Regions from separate parts of the Sus scrofa genome. Here region 2 is linked to region 1. A link is a contact called in public promoter capture Hi-C data. All regions are on one chromosome and are shown on one strand. The core of a region is the stretch at or near the end of the contact, and the rest is flanking DNA. Distances in the headings are between cores, read along the strand shown. Region 1 holds the start of ZNF862 (zinc finger protein 862). Region 2 holds the start of LRRC61 (leucine-rich repeat-containing protein 61).

Region 1 (6,896 bases), core at 2,114-4,613:
ATTAGTGTAACCAATCAATCAAAGGTGTCTTGTGCCTTTTCTTCCTCTACACACCTCATCTTTAGATCCCCTGACTCTGCTCCCTTTCTCCCACCCACTTAGCACCTACTCACTCATTAAGTTTCCCAGTCACACTTCAGCTCTTTTGCCAGGGATTCCCTGCTCACCTATCCACTCTTCTCCTTCCCTGAGCAAGGAATGCTTTAGATCCCTCACGGTGCCTAGTCCTCTGTTGTTTTCACCGTCACACTCCTCTCCCCACCACCACATTATACAGGAAATATTTCAGACACTTGACTGTTTCACTCAACATATATTTTGTTTGTTTCTATGGGCTTGGGGATCCTAAAATATAAAAGGCACTACCTCTATTTGTCAAGGAGATTAAAACCTATCAGGAGGTGACAGGCAATTATGAAGTAAGTGCAATAAAACTGGGTCTGGAGGAAAATGAGAAGGGAATGATCAGTTCAATCAGTTCCACGGGAAGAGGGGATAGAAAGCAGAGATGCTGAGGCAATAAAAATATACATAATAAATGCTCCTATATGGCAGCGCCAAAAATATCTGCCAGGGGGCTCGTGAGGTGTCAAGACTGCAGTGTTATTCAGAGCACCTCAGCCTTACAGCAGAAGGGCTCATGCAGAGATGCTATTTTGAGTCATTTATTTTGAAAAACACTTTCTGAGAACCTATTAAGTGCCAGATACTGCTCCATTATTCTACCTGGGGATGCAGCCCGGGAGTGAAATCAGCAAACATGTAAACAAATAAATAAATGTGAGAATTTTATATAGTGGTAAGGACTGTAAGAAAATAAAACAGAATAATGGGATTGAGCGATGGGGAAAAGTCTTTGACCTCCATCCATTACTCTGCCAATGACAGGCAAGATACCTCACACTCAATCCAACAGGTTAACAGATACCACAAAATAGCATCAAAGGAAGATCCTAATAATAGATCAGGCTACTACCTCAAGTGGACTCCTAGTGTCCCAGCTTTGAGTCAGAAAAAGTGATATTCAGAATGGAACTTTAAAATAGCACAGTATTCCCCTCAGGGTTTAGTTAATGTCACTCTTTTGCAATACATCTTACACTGCTAGTTTGTTTTGCAATCACTTTATTTCATCTGTAGATAACATTCTCATTCCCTCCATTAGAAAACTGATGCACCTGCAATTAAGATTAGAATCACAAGTGAAATTTCCAGTCTCCAGGGTTTGCAATTAGTGGCTACACTTAAAAAGGACATCAAATTTCTCCTCTACCTCCCAAAATATTTGTATTTCTCTCTTCTCCCATTAAAGGCTAAGAAAGCCTCCAAATGAACAGAATAGCTTGAGATCAACCTCCAATCACAAATTCCTTTTTTGGGGGGCGGGGGGAGCTGCCCCGTAGCACATGGAGTTCCTAAGCCAGGGATCAGATCTGAGCTGCAGTTTCTACCTATAGCAGCTACAGCAACAAAGGATCCTTTAACCCACTGTGGTGGGCTGGGCATCCAACCTGCATCCTGGTTCTGCAGAGACACCACCACATCCCATGCCACAGTGGAAACTACATTAATTCCTTCTCCCCCCCACTCACAGCGTGAGGTGGCTTGATGTGGGACCTCAGTTCTCAAACGGGGGATCGAACCCCGGCCACAGCAATGCAAGAGCTGAAATCCTAACCACTAGACCACCAGGGAATTCCCACTAATTCCAATTTTTGATGCCAACTGCTTAGAACCCTTCTTCCCCACTACATCTTGCTCTCACTCTGTCCAAAATCAGGTAGTCTAAAGTAATCTGAGGACATTACCTGAGGGTAAGGGCCATTTCCTTTACTCTTTTAGTATCCCCTAAAGGGCTTAACATGAGGCTGGCACACAGTCACCTTCAATCTTTAGTTAGCTTCTGCTGAGCTTTATTGTCTTGGACTCTTTACTCTGTAGGTTGTTTCATCTGGAAAACGCATCACTGTGGCTTGTGGGAAGGAGGGAATACGGAAAAGAGATTCTTAAGCAAGAACTTCTTTTGTAATTCAGAATCCTCCTGGTCCTTTCAGGAAAAACTATAGCATCACATTAACCTCATTACCCTTTCTTTCTTTTGTCTGTGGGACAATTCCAGGCTTATCCAAGTTATTGAAGGGAAAATTGCAGGAGGGCTCCTGGAGGAAACTGGTCATTTCATATTTATCCTTGTATTTCCAGCATCACCATCAACTGAAATCACTGATCGCAAATGTTTATTAAGATAATTTTTTTTTTTTTTTTAAGGAGAGACTCAATACACACTCAAAGATGTTTGTTCAGGACATTCCCTTTGTGCCAAAGAAACAATCCTCAAGAACTGGCAGTAAAAAACATCCAGAAAGATCTTAGTCCCAAAAGGCTGCCACTGTCACCAAGTCAAGTGACTGCAACCACACTGGTCTTTGCCGACACTGACTCCAAGCTCTGACAATCCTGCCAAACCCACTAACTCTACCTTCAAGCACTTTTCCACTCCGTTTCTTCCAACTCGCAGCTTCCTGCCCAAAGGCTGAAGCGAGTTTATGGAATGCTTCTAAACGATAATCAGATACTCCACGAAACAGATAAGCTAGAAACAATCCGCAAGAAATACGGCAGGCGCCTTGCCGTTTTCTTCTCAGCCCTTTCTTGGGAAGGGGGTCTAGGCAAGGCCACGCCCTCACTCTGCCTCTCGCTGATCCCTACCCCTGGCTCCCAGTGGGGTCTTATCCAGCCTCAAAGCCTTAAAACACACTGGCCCTCTGCAAAAGCGACGGTGGCATGGGAATACAGAAAGCGCACTTTCGTATCACTATACTGAGCAGGTCACCCACCCAGCATCAAAAGAGCGGCCACTCGGCAGAGAGCAGCCGCGGAGGGAGCGGGTGGAAGGCCCCGGGGACTCGCCCCGAGGCGGCCTCCAGACTGCAGAGGAAGCGGCGGGCGAGCGAGCGGGCGAGTCCTTCCCTGCAAGGCTGGCTCATCTGCGAAGACGCCGCCCGTACCGCCCGCTTCACCGGAGGCCAGATCAGGGATCTACGGGGGGGAGGCGGGCGGTCCCAGGGCCCTTCCAGGCCTACCTTCCCCGACTCTCTGGGCTCCATGGCCCCGCTTTCCGTGGCCGGTGCTGACCCCGCCACTGTCTCCAGGCCGCCCCTCCCCCCGCGGCCCGGTCTGAGGATGCCACCGCCGGGTCCACCTTGGGGACTGGGGCCCCCGGAGGGGAGGATGCCCTGGCGGGAGAGGAGCGCAGCCCGGAACCCTGTCCCGCGTCCGGGGGGTGCCGTGGCGCTGGCTTAGCCCAGAGAGGCGCGCAGCGGGCACTTGCGTCGCGCTGAGCGAGCGGCTTTACGGCAGCCACCTAGCGGAGGCGGCAGGGCATCATGGGAAGAGCAGTCCAGGCTTGGTAAGGGGCTCTCAAAGCTGCTATTGGCTCCGGACCTACGGGGACCTGATTGGACGCGGAACCGCTCACTGTCTTTCTGAGACGGTTACTAGGAAACGCTCTCCCAGGCCCTGCAGTCAGGGCAAAGTACCCTGATTGGGTTTGTCCTTTGCACTTTTGGGGCCAATCTCAACCTTGAAGATCCAGACTTTATATAATCAAGGAGGGAAATGCCTTGCCTTACATTCATTCAAAAAGCATCGCTGGTTGCCTACCATGTGCCAGAGGCTGTGCAAGATTTGGGAATATGCAGTTGAATGAAACGCAACCTTTGCCTTCAAGGATTTCATAGTCTATGGGGAAAACAGATCAGAAACATAACTTCAAAATAAAGAGGGAGTTCCCGTCGTGGCGCAGTGGTTAACGAATCCGACTAGGAACCATGAGGTTGCAGGTTCGGTCCCTGCCCTGCTCAGTGGGTTAAGGATCCGGCGTTGCCGTGAGCTGTGGTGTAGGTTGCAGACGCGGCTCGGCTCCCGCGTTGCTGTGGCTCTGGCGTAGGCCGGAGACTACAGCTCCGATTGGACCCCTAGCCTGGGAACCTCCATATGCCGCGGGAGCGGCCCAAGAAATAGCAAAAAAAAAAAAAAAAAAAAAGACAAAAAAATAAAAAAATAAAAAATAAATAAAGAGAAATTTACTTTCTCACAGTTCCGGAGACTAGAAGTCAGGTCATCATGCCAACATGGTTGGTTTCTAGTGAGACCCCTCTTCCTGGCTTGTAGTTGGCCACTGGCTCCCTGTGTGTTGGCATGGCCTCTTTGTGTGTACTGATAGGTGTGGCATGATAGGGGTCCCACCTAGGGCCTCACCCAGAACAATTCAAGTTCTCATTGCTCCTGCCAGAACATCCCTTCCTGTGTCCCACTTTATCAACTAAAGAGCCTCTTTTCATCTCTCCCATGGGCCCTCTCCTCTTTGCTAGTAATTGTAGCTGGATGGGACTCTCACTTGTGGGGCGGTCTGAGGAATATGAAGGAGCAAAAAGTAATACACAAGGTCACTGGGCATTGGGGTGGAAGCATCCAGCCGTGCTTCTTCCCTCTCCACTCCATCCTGGAAGCAGAGCTGGAGACAAGGACTCAGTCCTGAAAAGTGACCCCGGAGAGCAGACCTTGGGACTTGAGAGAGTGAAGCAGGGAGAAGGAAAACCTGATGGAAGGGTGTGTTTTAGAGGTCACTGCTGTGGGCATTTGGGGCGGGCTTCTTTCCGCGTCTGAGAATCATACAGAATGCCCCGCGTAATAGTCTGTCTGAACAGTGGGGAACCAAGCATTCATCTGCCACTCCCATCCCCAGGAGTTGAGGGTCACCCCAAGAGGCATTAACCACATTCCATCCTCACACTTATACTTCAAGCTGTATTAGTGCAAAGGTCAAGTGGACAGTGTCTGTGGTCAGAAAAGCCCTGGGGCAGAAAGAAGAAGCAGCTTGAAAAGAAGATCTACAACAGCAAATCAGCACAGCACATGAAAAAAAAAATGCTCAGCATCATTAGTCATTAAGGAAATACAAAGCAAAACTGCAGTGAGACACCACTCCATACCCACTGAATGGCTGTTAAAAAAATAACAAGTGAGGGACAGGGTGCGGAGAAAAGAACCCTGGTTCTTTGTGGGTGGGGGTGAGGTGAGGGAGCTATAAAATGGTGCAGCCACTTTGGGGAACAGTTTGAAAGCTTCTTAAAAAATTAAACATAAACTTACCATAGGACCCAGCTGTTTCCATTCCTAGGCATGTTCCCAAGAGAAATGAAAACATGACCACTCAAGGACTTGTATAGAAATGTTCGTAGCAGCTTTATTCATAATAGACAGAAAAACAAGTACTCAAATGTTCATCAGTTGGTGAATGGGTAGACAAAATGTGAATCACTCTTCAGCAATAAAAAGGAACAAGCTGCTGATATATGGATAATATGGATGGGTGAAAGGAAAATCAAAATGGAGTCAGTATTGCTAAGAGAGCTCTCTACAGCCAGGAGGCCATTAAGGAAGTGTGACTTATGCAGGTCTCAGCCCAGATAGAATCTGACCTTATGACCTGATGAAGTTGTCCGGAACACCTGCCAGAAACCTAAGATACTTATCAGACCCTTAGCCTAAAAAAACTTATGATAATTTATTTACTTCTTGGACCTGTGGACAAAACAACATTGCCTGCCATTTCTGTAAACAAGGAATGTTGGCTGCCATCATGTCATCAGCCCCTGTAGCCACACCCTGATGATGCACCAAGAGGGGACTTCAGGATGGAGAAAAACAGGATACTGGCCCTAGATGGTTAAGATACTATCTAAGGAATAATTTCAGTGAGCACAGACTCTGGCATAGAAAAGCCTTAAAATCATCAACTTGAAGTGTCTGTCTGTTTTTTGTGATTATCTGTAATCTTTTTTTTTTTTTTTTTTTTTTTTTGCCACACCTGCAGGAGGTGGAAGTTCCAGGACCAGGGATCAAAACTTTGCCGCAGGAGTGACAACACTGGACCCTTCACCCACTGTGCCACCAGGGAACTCCCCTCTGTAATCTTTGGATGTTGACCCTCATGTGCTTCCCCCCCCCCAAAAACGCCTATCCATCCTTGCTTCTCCACTACTTCTCCACTACCCCTTTGGAACAGTTCCTCAGAGCTGTCTTAGAGGCTGTCTCCTGGGCAATAGTCCTTAGTAAGGCCCTCAAATACAATGTAACTCATAGCTTTTAGGTTGTATGGTTTTCTTCATTCAACAGAACTCTTCTCTAAAACAACTGATTCTTTACAAATATTTTCTAACTCACATCAGAGTCACTCTCAAGTCTCTCCAACCAACTTTTAGGACCCCATGGCTCTTTGTCTTCATAAGCCCTCATCTCTTTCTCTTCCTCGGCACACTCCTTCAGGGTTACCTGTGTCTCCTGCGTTGCCATTCTTAAGACCCCAAAGGCAGCCTCGCGCATTATTTTTGTTGACAGATGAATCTCAAAATTATCATGCTGACCCAAATAAGCCAGACATTTATATGACATGTCCAGAAAAGATAAATCTATTGAGGTAGAAAGCAGTTTAGTGGCTGCCTGGGTCTGGAGGTGGGAGGGACTGATTGTAAATGGGCTTGAAATGATGGAAATGTTGTAAAACTTGATCCTGGCGATATCTGTGCAACGTTGTAAAGCACACCACTATAAAAGTCACTGAAGTGTAAACTCAAGATGGGTGAATTTCCAAGGATATAAATTATACCTCAAAAAAACCGTTTACTCTTTGGTCTGTTTGTTTTTATTTTCATTTCTGGCTGCACCCTTGGCATATGGAAGTTCCCGGGCCAGGGATCGAACCCTTGCCACGGCAGTGACCCAAGCCACTACAGTGACAACGCAGGATTCTTAACCCACTCTGCCACAAGAGAACTCCAGTAAAGCCCTTTAAAAGGAGGAGGAGAAGCAGCCATCCGCGTGAGATGAGTGTG
Region 2 (6,842 bases), core at 3,519-6,018, 47 kb before region 1:
GGGCCCGGGCTGTAAGGCAAGATGAAAAGAACGGCTCTCAGCCAGCTGCCTGCCCGACATGGGGATCTCGGAGGGGAAAGGGAGGCCAGAAAGGAAAGAGGAGAGCAGAGGACGTGAGGCGCAGTGACTGTGGGAAATCAATCCCAGGACAAAACTCTCCAGGGCCCAAGCTCCGTGCCGAAGCCTGGCGTTCACTCCTCCAGACCCAGTGGGGTAGCCCTGGACCGGAAGCCCCGGCCCTCTGCACACGAGTGGTTTCTGTGCCCATCTTTGCTCCACACTAACTGATGTTTCTCTTTTCTCTTGATGTTTATCCAGAACCTAGCAGGCCCTCGGCAATTTTCCTGTGTGACGATACAGCATGAATCAGGCGAGGCCCCTGCATGCACACAGCCCCCAGGCTAGCAGCAGACACAGACAGGAATAAAAACATACACTCAGGACAAGGAAAACGAGAGCACGCCCTGCACCCGGGGGCAGGGACACGACTGACGCACCAAAAGGTCTCCCCTGGAAGAGCCGCGGGGCCAGGCGCTGTCAGCCTGGCCAGCAGGGAGTGGGGGTGGCTGGCATCTGCCCCGTGCTCCTTGGCTTGGCACCTGCAGGGCCCCCTAAAGAGGTCATGTCACTCAGTACTGGGGAGCGATGCAGTCTGAGGCTTCCTAAGCCTCTGTCAGAGCCACCAGATGGAGCAGCGCCTGATGCCAGGGACTCAAGCCCCCAGCATTCCCCTCCCTTCGAAGCCTACTCCTCTCTGGCCCGGCCCCTACTGCCCTGCTCTGCCCTTGTCAAGGCCCATGGAGACCCTGGGGCATGCCTCGGCACACTGGCAGCACCTGCCCCCATCCTCCGTCTGCAACACTGTTGCTGGCGGCTCTGGGCATGTTTCTCAGCTTTCCTGTGACCTGTGACTCCTCTTCAGTCTCTGTTCTGGTCCCTCATCCTCTGCCTGCCCCTTCTTGGTGTCCCCTGGGTACCTGGTTTCTAGGCCTCATCTCACCCTCTCCATCCCCTCCACGGTCAGGGCCTCATTTACCTGCTGACCACTGCCAGCCCCTCTCAGCTGCCAACTCCCTCTCAAGCCTCTCCTCACCTGCTCTGCCTACAGTCGCCTCGTTCTAGGTAAGTGGGATGCCTCTTCACCCAGACGCTCAGACCCAAACCCAGGGACAACCCTCAACTCCTTCCCCTTGTTCACTTTCCTGGAGACGAAGTCAAATTCAGGGCCCTCAAAAGATAAGAGACATGAAGAAATCAAGAGAAATCCAGAAGAGAAACATGCGGAAAGAAGGAAATGAGAGGGAAGGAAAAGCCCAGCGAGCGAGGACGTCTCCCGAGGCAAGAGAGACTGGAAGAGGATCAGGCAGCTCCCAAGGAGCTGGGGAAGGAGCGCGTGTCCCCTCAGGCCAGAGCAAGACATGGCTTAAATGAGGAGATTTAAACCAGAGCGTTCTGACCCTGAGTGACATTACACATCGGAAGGGTCACCAGGGATGCAGGACAGCCTCCACTGGTGGCAGGCCCAGCTGGAGGCTCAAGGGAGACTTAGGAAGGCGGGCGGACACTGCGGAGCCCCTTCCAGCCAGAGCGGCCTCAGCAGAACCAAGAGGTAATCACCCAGGCCCATCCCTCGGTGGCCCAGTCAGCCACCACCAAACCGGGTGTCTGAGGCCCACAGGAGGAGGGGCTGGACCAAACAAAGTGCAAGACACTGTCCTGGCCTGAGGAAGGGCTCTAGGCTTCAAACCACAAAGGACTCACCTCTGCTCTGACTCTGACTGAAGAAACAGAAACCCAGGGTGGCCACATGCAGGTCAGCAGCACAGCGGAGCACCAGCGCTGGTGCAAGGCTTCATGGCTCCCAAGAACTGAAACCAGGCCCGTCCAATCTGCTCACTGGCGGGGCAGAGGAACAGAAAGCACATGGGAGTTAGGCTGCAACCTGGGTCGCACCAAAAGCCTTTGTCCGAGGACCGCTAGTTCATCCCAGGGCACTAGTCCTGTTCTGCTCCCCAACTAGCCTTGTGCCACCGGCCTGTCCACATCCTACAGGGACACTTGATCCAACTGACCATATAACAAAAATTCATCAAATACCTACCACGAGCCATCACTGTGCCCTAAAGGTACAAACACAGGACAGTAACTGCCTGGCTGGCACACAGGGCTTAGGGTAAGACAACTTGGAAATGGCTGCTGGCACCAGGGCAAGGCCAGCAGGGCAAGTGCCATGGAGCCAGGCCTCAGGCAGACCTGGAGGCAAATCTTGTCTATGGCACAGAGTTTAGACTGTCATAAGGGCCCCTTACCTCAGGCTGCTGCTTCAGGAACCTTAGCTCCTGAAAGGTCCCCAGGCATGCCTGGAATCTCGGGCAATTCCTGGCTCCCACAGTAAGGTCCCCCCTTCCTCTTCACTGATGCACATCAGGATGACAGCGAGGTGGACACGGTGCAGAGTCAGCCCTGGATGTACTGGAATCTAAAATGTAAAATTTAACAAGAAAATCAGCCACAAACTCCAGGACTTTGGTTATTAGTAAGAAACTGTTTGTGACATCTCTTTAACAGATGACACACACCTTTGAGGACAATGACAAGGCAGAGACACTGGGGCTGCACCCCTGGAGCCACAGTGGAGCCACACGAGGCAGACACAGCCTGGGCAGTAGATGGTGAGGAGGGACAGCCAGCCAGGCCGTGGGACCGGGCAGTCTGGAGAGCTGTGCAGGAGGCAGATGGTGCTGGGGCTGCGCCGTGGAGAAGGGCTCCAGACGGGCTCCCACCTAGCATGTTCGTTTCAGAGACAGCGATTTTGAGGTTATTCTGGAACAAATCTTCAGGAGTAGGTGTGACAGGTACAGACAGAGGCAGGGGACAGAAGTCTGAGCTAAAGATATAGATCCCTGTGAACGTTTCCAGAGAAACTGAGGGCACCCGCCTGAGGGAGAAGAGAGTGGAGCGTGGTGTCCAGACAGCACGGCTGCTGTGGGGAGGACAGAGGACAGGCAGACTCCACGGATGGCTGACAGGCAGAGGACAGGGACCCAGAAAGACTCAGGCCATGTTGGGGAAGCCAAGGGAAGGCTCATCAGGAAGGACAGACAACCCTACTTCAGCGGATGATGCAGATGGAAGCAGGAGCTACGCGACAAGAAGCAGGGGGTTTGGACACCTGTGATGGCAAAGGGTCACACTGTGGGACAGGAGGGAACAGGCTTGGCTCGGTCTCAACACGGAGAAAAGGTGCAGTGGGCCGAGAGGGAGGACTGATGGCAGGAGCTTCCTAGAGAGAGGACCCAGGGCACGAGGCGGGGGGGGGGGCTCATCCTTGGAAAAGAAGAAGAATCTTTTTTTTCTTTCTTTCTGATAAAGCAAAGGAGGACAACAGCCACAGTGGCAAGCAAGTCCTTGAGTGTGGGCAGGGGGTGGGCCCAAGGCAGTTACGTCCAGGAGCCTACAGATTCCCAAGGCGGAGCAAGGAGAGGCAGCAACTTGCTGGCTGAGCCTGATACGGGGGGGGGGGGCCCTCAGCACTGCTGTGGCTCCACAGATTAGATTTCCTTCAAACTACTTCTGCCAGGCCTTTTCCCAAGCACATGTCCAGAAGCGAAGGGGTCACTTTTCTAGTTCTCTTGGGCCTGCCTCACCCCCAGGGCCCCATGCGGAGCTCAGCCCACCCTGGGCATTCCAGAACTATGCCAGACCTTTCTCTGGAGTTTTCACTCTGCCCAGGTCTACCAGCCCCCTTGTCTCTCAGCCCTGGGAAGGCGGGGGAAGTGTCTGTCTACCTCTCAGATCCCAGGGGACTTCAAAGTCCTTAATGGGCCCTCAAGACCTGGGCTTCTCAAGTCCCCTGTCCCTGCCCCCATGGAGAGAAGGAAGGTGCTGAGGAAAAGGATGCAAGGACAGCAGTGAGTGGAAGGAAGGGAGTAGAGAGAATCACTACACATGCAAATTTGGATATTTGCAAATCCTAAGGGAGATGTTTTTGAATAATCAGGTAACATTAGATTTCACATTATGCAAAAGTGACATGAGACATTTTAAACTACACCCCAGCGGAACCCTTCGCTCTTTTCTGCGAGGTGCTCCCCATAATGGACTGAGAGCCTGAAATCCGGAGCCAGTCTATGTGAGTTTAAATCCGGCTGCTACCCACCAGCTGTGATCGTGCCCTAGTGTCTCGGTTTTCCCGTTTATACAACAGAGATAACGGCACCCACCTCACCGGCTTGAGGAGGATTAGGGGAGTTAATGCACGCATATTAACAGTGTCTGAGGGTAGTTCTTGCCACAGAGTGATGGGTATGAATCGCTGTCCAGCAGGTTCTGGCCTCACCTGTGGTTTCAGGCGCGGGGCTCTAGGCTAGGAGGGGGAACACCTGGACAGCTCAGGGCAAGCCGCCTCCGCCGCCCGCCACCCTCCCGGGCCAGGTCTGTGAAGTGAAACCACAACGCCCCACCCCGGCTTACTTCGAGCCGGGGAGACCTCAAGGCTCCCACCGCAGCCGACCGCGCCTCGGTGGCGGGTAGGAAGGAGCCGCCTCCTGCCGCCCGCTCCCACCCCCGCACCTCAGCGGGACCTACCAGGAGGCACCAAGGGCCCCACAGAGCCTGGGCGGAGAGCAGTCCAAGTTCCGGGGCGCAAGGGGTCCTTCCGGGAGCGACAGCCCGACGAGGCGCCGCGTCCCCCTCCGTCCAGCGGTTGGTATGTTTCTCTAGCCGGCGGGCAGCACCCAGTGCGCAGGCGTCCGCGGCCGGAAGAGGCGGTGTCACGTGGCCTCCTCCCCCGGAAGCTGCGCGCCTCTCTCAGTTCGCGCGAGATGCTTTCGCACTAGTTTTAATAGTGTCGGCTTAGCGGTTTGGCTTGGGGAGAATCGTAGGGGCTGTGGGCCTACGGTGAGCTAGTTTAACCTTCCTCCTCCGCTGGTCGCTCCCCAACGCCTCTTCCACCCTGGGCTCTCTGTGCCGCGGGACTTGGCCCGAGTGCACCTGGGACTAGTGCGCGCATGCGGATGGAAGGGACCACAGTAACGATAATGATCCATGTGTCGGAGTCTTTTTTTTTTTTGTCTTTTTGTCTTTTTTGTTGTTGTTGTTGTTGTTGCCATTTCTTGGGCCGCTCCCGCGGCATATGGAGGTTCCCAGGCTAGGAGTTGAATCGGAGCTGTAGCCACCGGCCTACGCCAGAGCCACAGCAACGCGGGATCCGAGCCGCGTCTGCAACCTACATCACAGCTCACGGCAACTCCGGATCGTTAACCCACTGAGCAAGTGCAGGGGTCGAACCCGCAACCTCATGGTTCCTAGTCGGATTCGTTAACCGCTGCGCCACGTGTCGGAGTCTTTAACCGCCTTGAAGGTTCACCCAGCATTTCATGACAACCATCCGGGGTGTCTCCTAGGGAAAATGCTGGGATATTGACTATGGCTACTAACAGACGTGGCTACTCTCGTCTATTATCAGTTTTGATCTGTGCTCAAAAGTCATTTTCTTTTTTTTCTTTTTTTTTAATCTGGCCGCGCTCATGGCATGTGGAAAGTTCCTGGACCAGGGATTAAACCCCGGTCACAGCAGCAAACCGACCCACACCAGCGACAATGCTGGATCCTTAACCCACTGTGCCGCCAGGGAACTCCTGCAAGTCATTTCTAGCGCTTCTTTTTTGAATTACCTGCTTGTCTCCTTTGTCATTTTCCTGTCTGTGTCATGAGTTGCAAATTGTTTATCCTGTTTGTCACTTAATCTTCTTTCTTTTTGCCTTTTATCAAACTTTGTTTTCATCACTGCTGGATTTATTTTTATCACCCTCTTAGTTAGACCTCCCCCATTACAAGATAATTTTTACAAATCCCCCTGTTTTCTGGTACATGTATAGTTTGCATTTGTTAAATCTCTGACCCATCTGGCATTTACTTTGTTGCTGCTGGGAGAGGTCCCAGCACTGTTCATTGCCTTTATTTATCTCTTCCTCATGGATTTGGGGTGCCATATTTGTCAACTTGGTTTTCTTTCCGGACTCTTCTTCCATTGATTTGTGTTTATTCATGTGTTGGCACCATCGCTTTCATTTCTGTAGCCTTTCATATTATGATTCCATAATATTTTAAAAAACCTGGGTGGGCTAGTGTCCCTGTCAATACTCTTTTTCAGAAATTTCCTGGTTATTTCTTACATGTTGATTTTCCCTGAGAACTTCAGATTCAGCAGATCTAATCTAGCACCCATCCCATCGTCTCCCCCCACTTCCCAAAAGCATGGCTGTTTTTATTGAGAAGACATGGCATTTATAGATTATTTTAAGGACATTTGACACAAAACATAGAAATACAGATACATACATAGGCCCCAGGTATTTTTCATGGCACTTATTTCCCAGGTCCTATCTCACAGGTCAAAACACTCAGGGTGCCTGGTGCATCCTTCTCCACAGGTGGGTTGGTGCAGTGTCTGTGATGGGAACACGGAAGGGTGAACGAACCCGAGATACTGGCAGACTGGAGGGCAGCATGGAAGTAGAGTTACCGTGTAAAAGTAATGGTGGCTTTTATTTATTTATTTATTTATACCATGTGAAAGTAACGATAGCATTTATTTGGCTGCACCATGGTATATGGAAGTTCCAGGGCCAGGGATCAAACATGCACCACAGCAGTGACCCGAGCCACCGCAATGACAACGGTGGATCCCTAACCTGCTGCGCCACCACCAGGGAACTCACTGATGACAATTATTGACGAGGCAGGCACTTGAATCCATTCTCACAGCTCCCATGAGGCAGGCACTAGTACAATTATACCAACAGGGCAGTAAAACTGAAGCTTAGCAAGATTAAATAACT

Evidence for each region. Promoter capture Hi-C pulls out the DNA fragments that hold promoters and counts their contacts.
Region 2: a promoter capture Hi-C map of liver shows a contact between it and region 1, with 1.6 times the contacts expected there. The contact joins the promoter of LRRC61 here to the promoter of ZNF862 in region 1. A contact is called at or near these places in 1 of 5 promoter capture datasets (liver) and 1 of 47 Hi-C or Micro-C datasets (liver).

The regions. Positions count from the first base shown.
Region 1 is chr18:55,839,437-55,846,332 of Sscrofa11.1, reverse strand. It overlaps ZNF862 (zinc finger protein 862), which reads right to left and starts at 3,363. Exons shown (of 9, transcript XM_021079105.1): 1 at 3,084-3,363.
Region 2 is chr18:55,887,584-55,894,425 of Sscrofa11.1, reverse strand. LRRC61 (leucine-rich repeat-containing protein 61) reads right to left here and starts at 4,768. Exons shown (of 4, transcript XM_021079112.1): 1 at 4,588-4,768; 2 at 2,310-2,479; 3 at 1,762-1,896. The coding sequence starts at 1,809. It overlaps ZBED6CL (ZBED6 C-terminal-like protein), which reads right to left and starts at 4,766. Exons shown (of 4, transcript XM_021079108.1): 1 at 4,588-4,766; 2 at 2,310-2,479; 3 at 1,762-1,896; 4 at 1-9.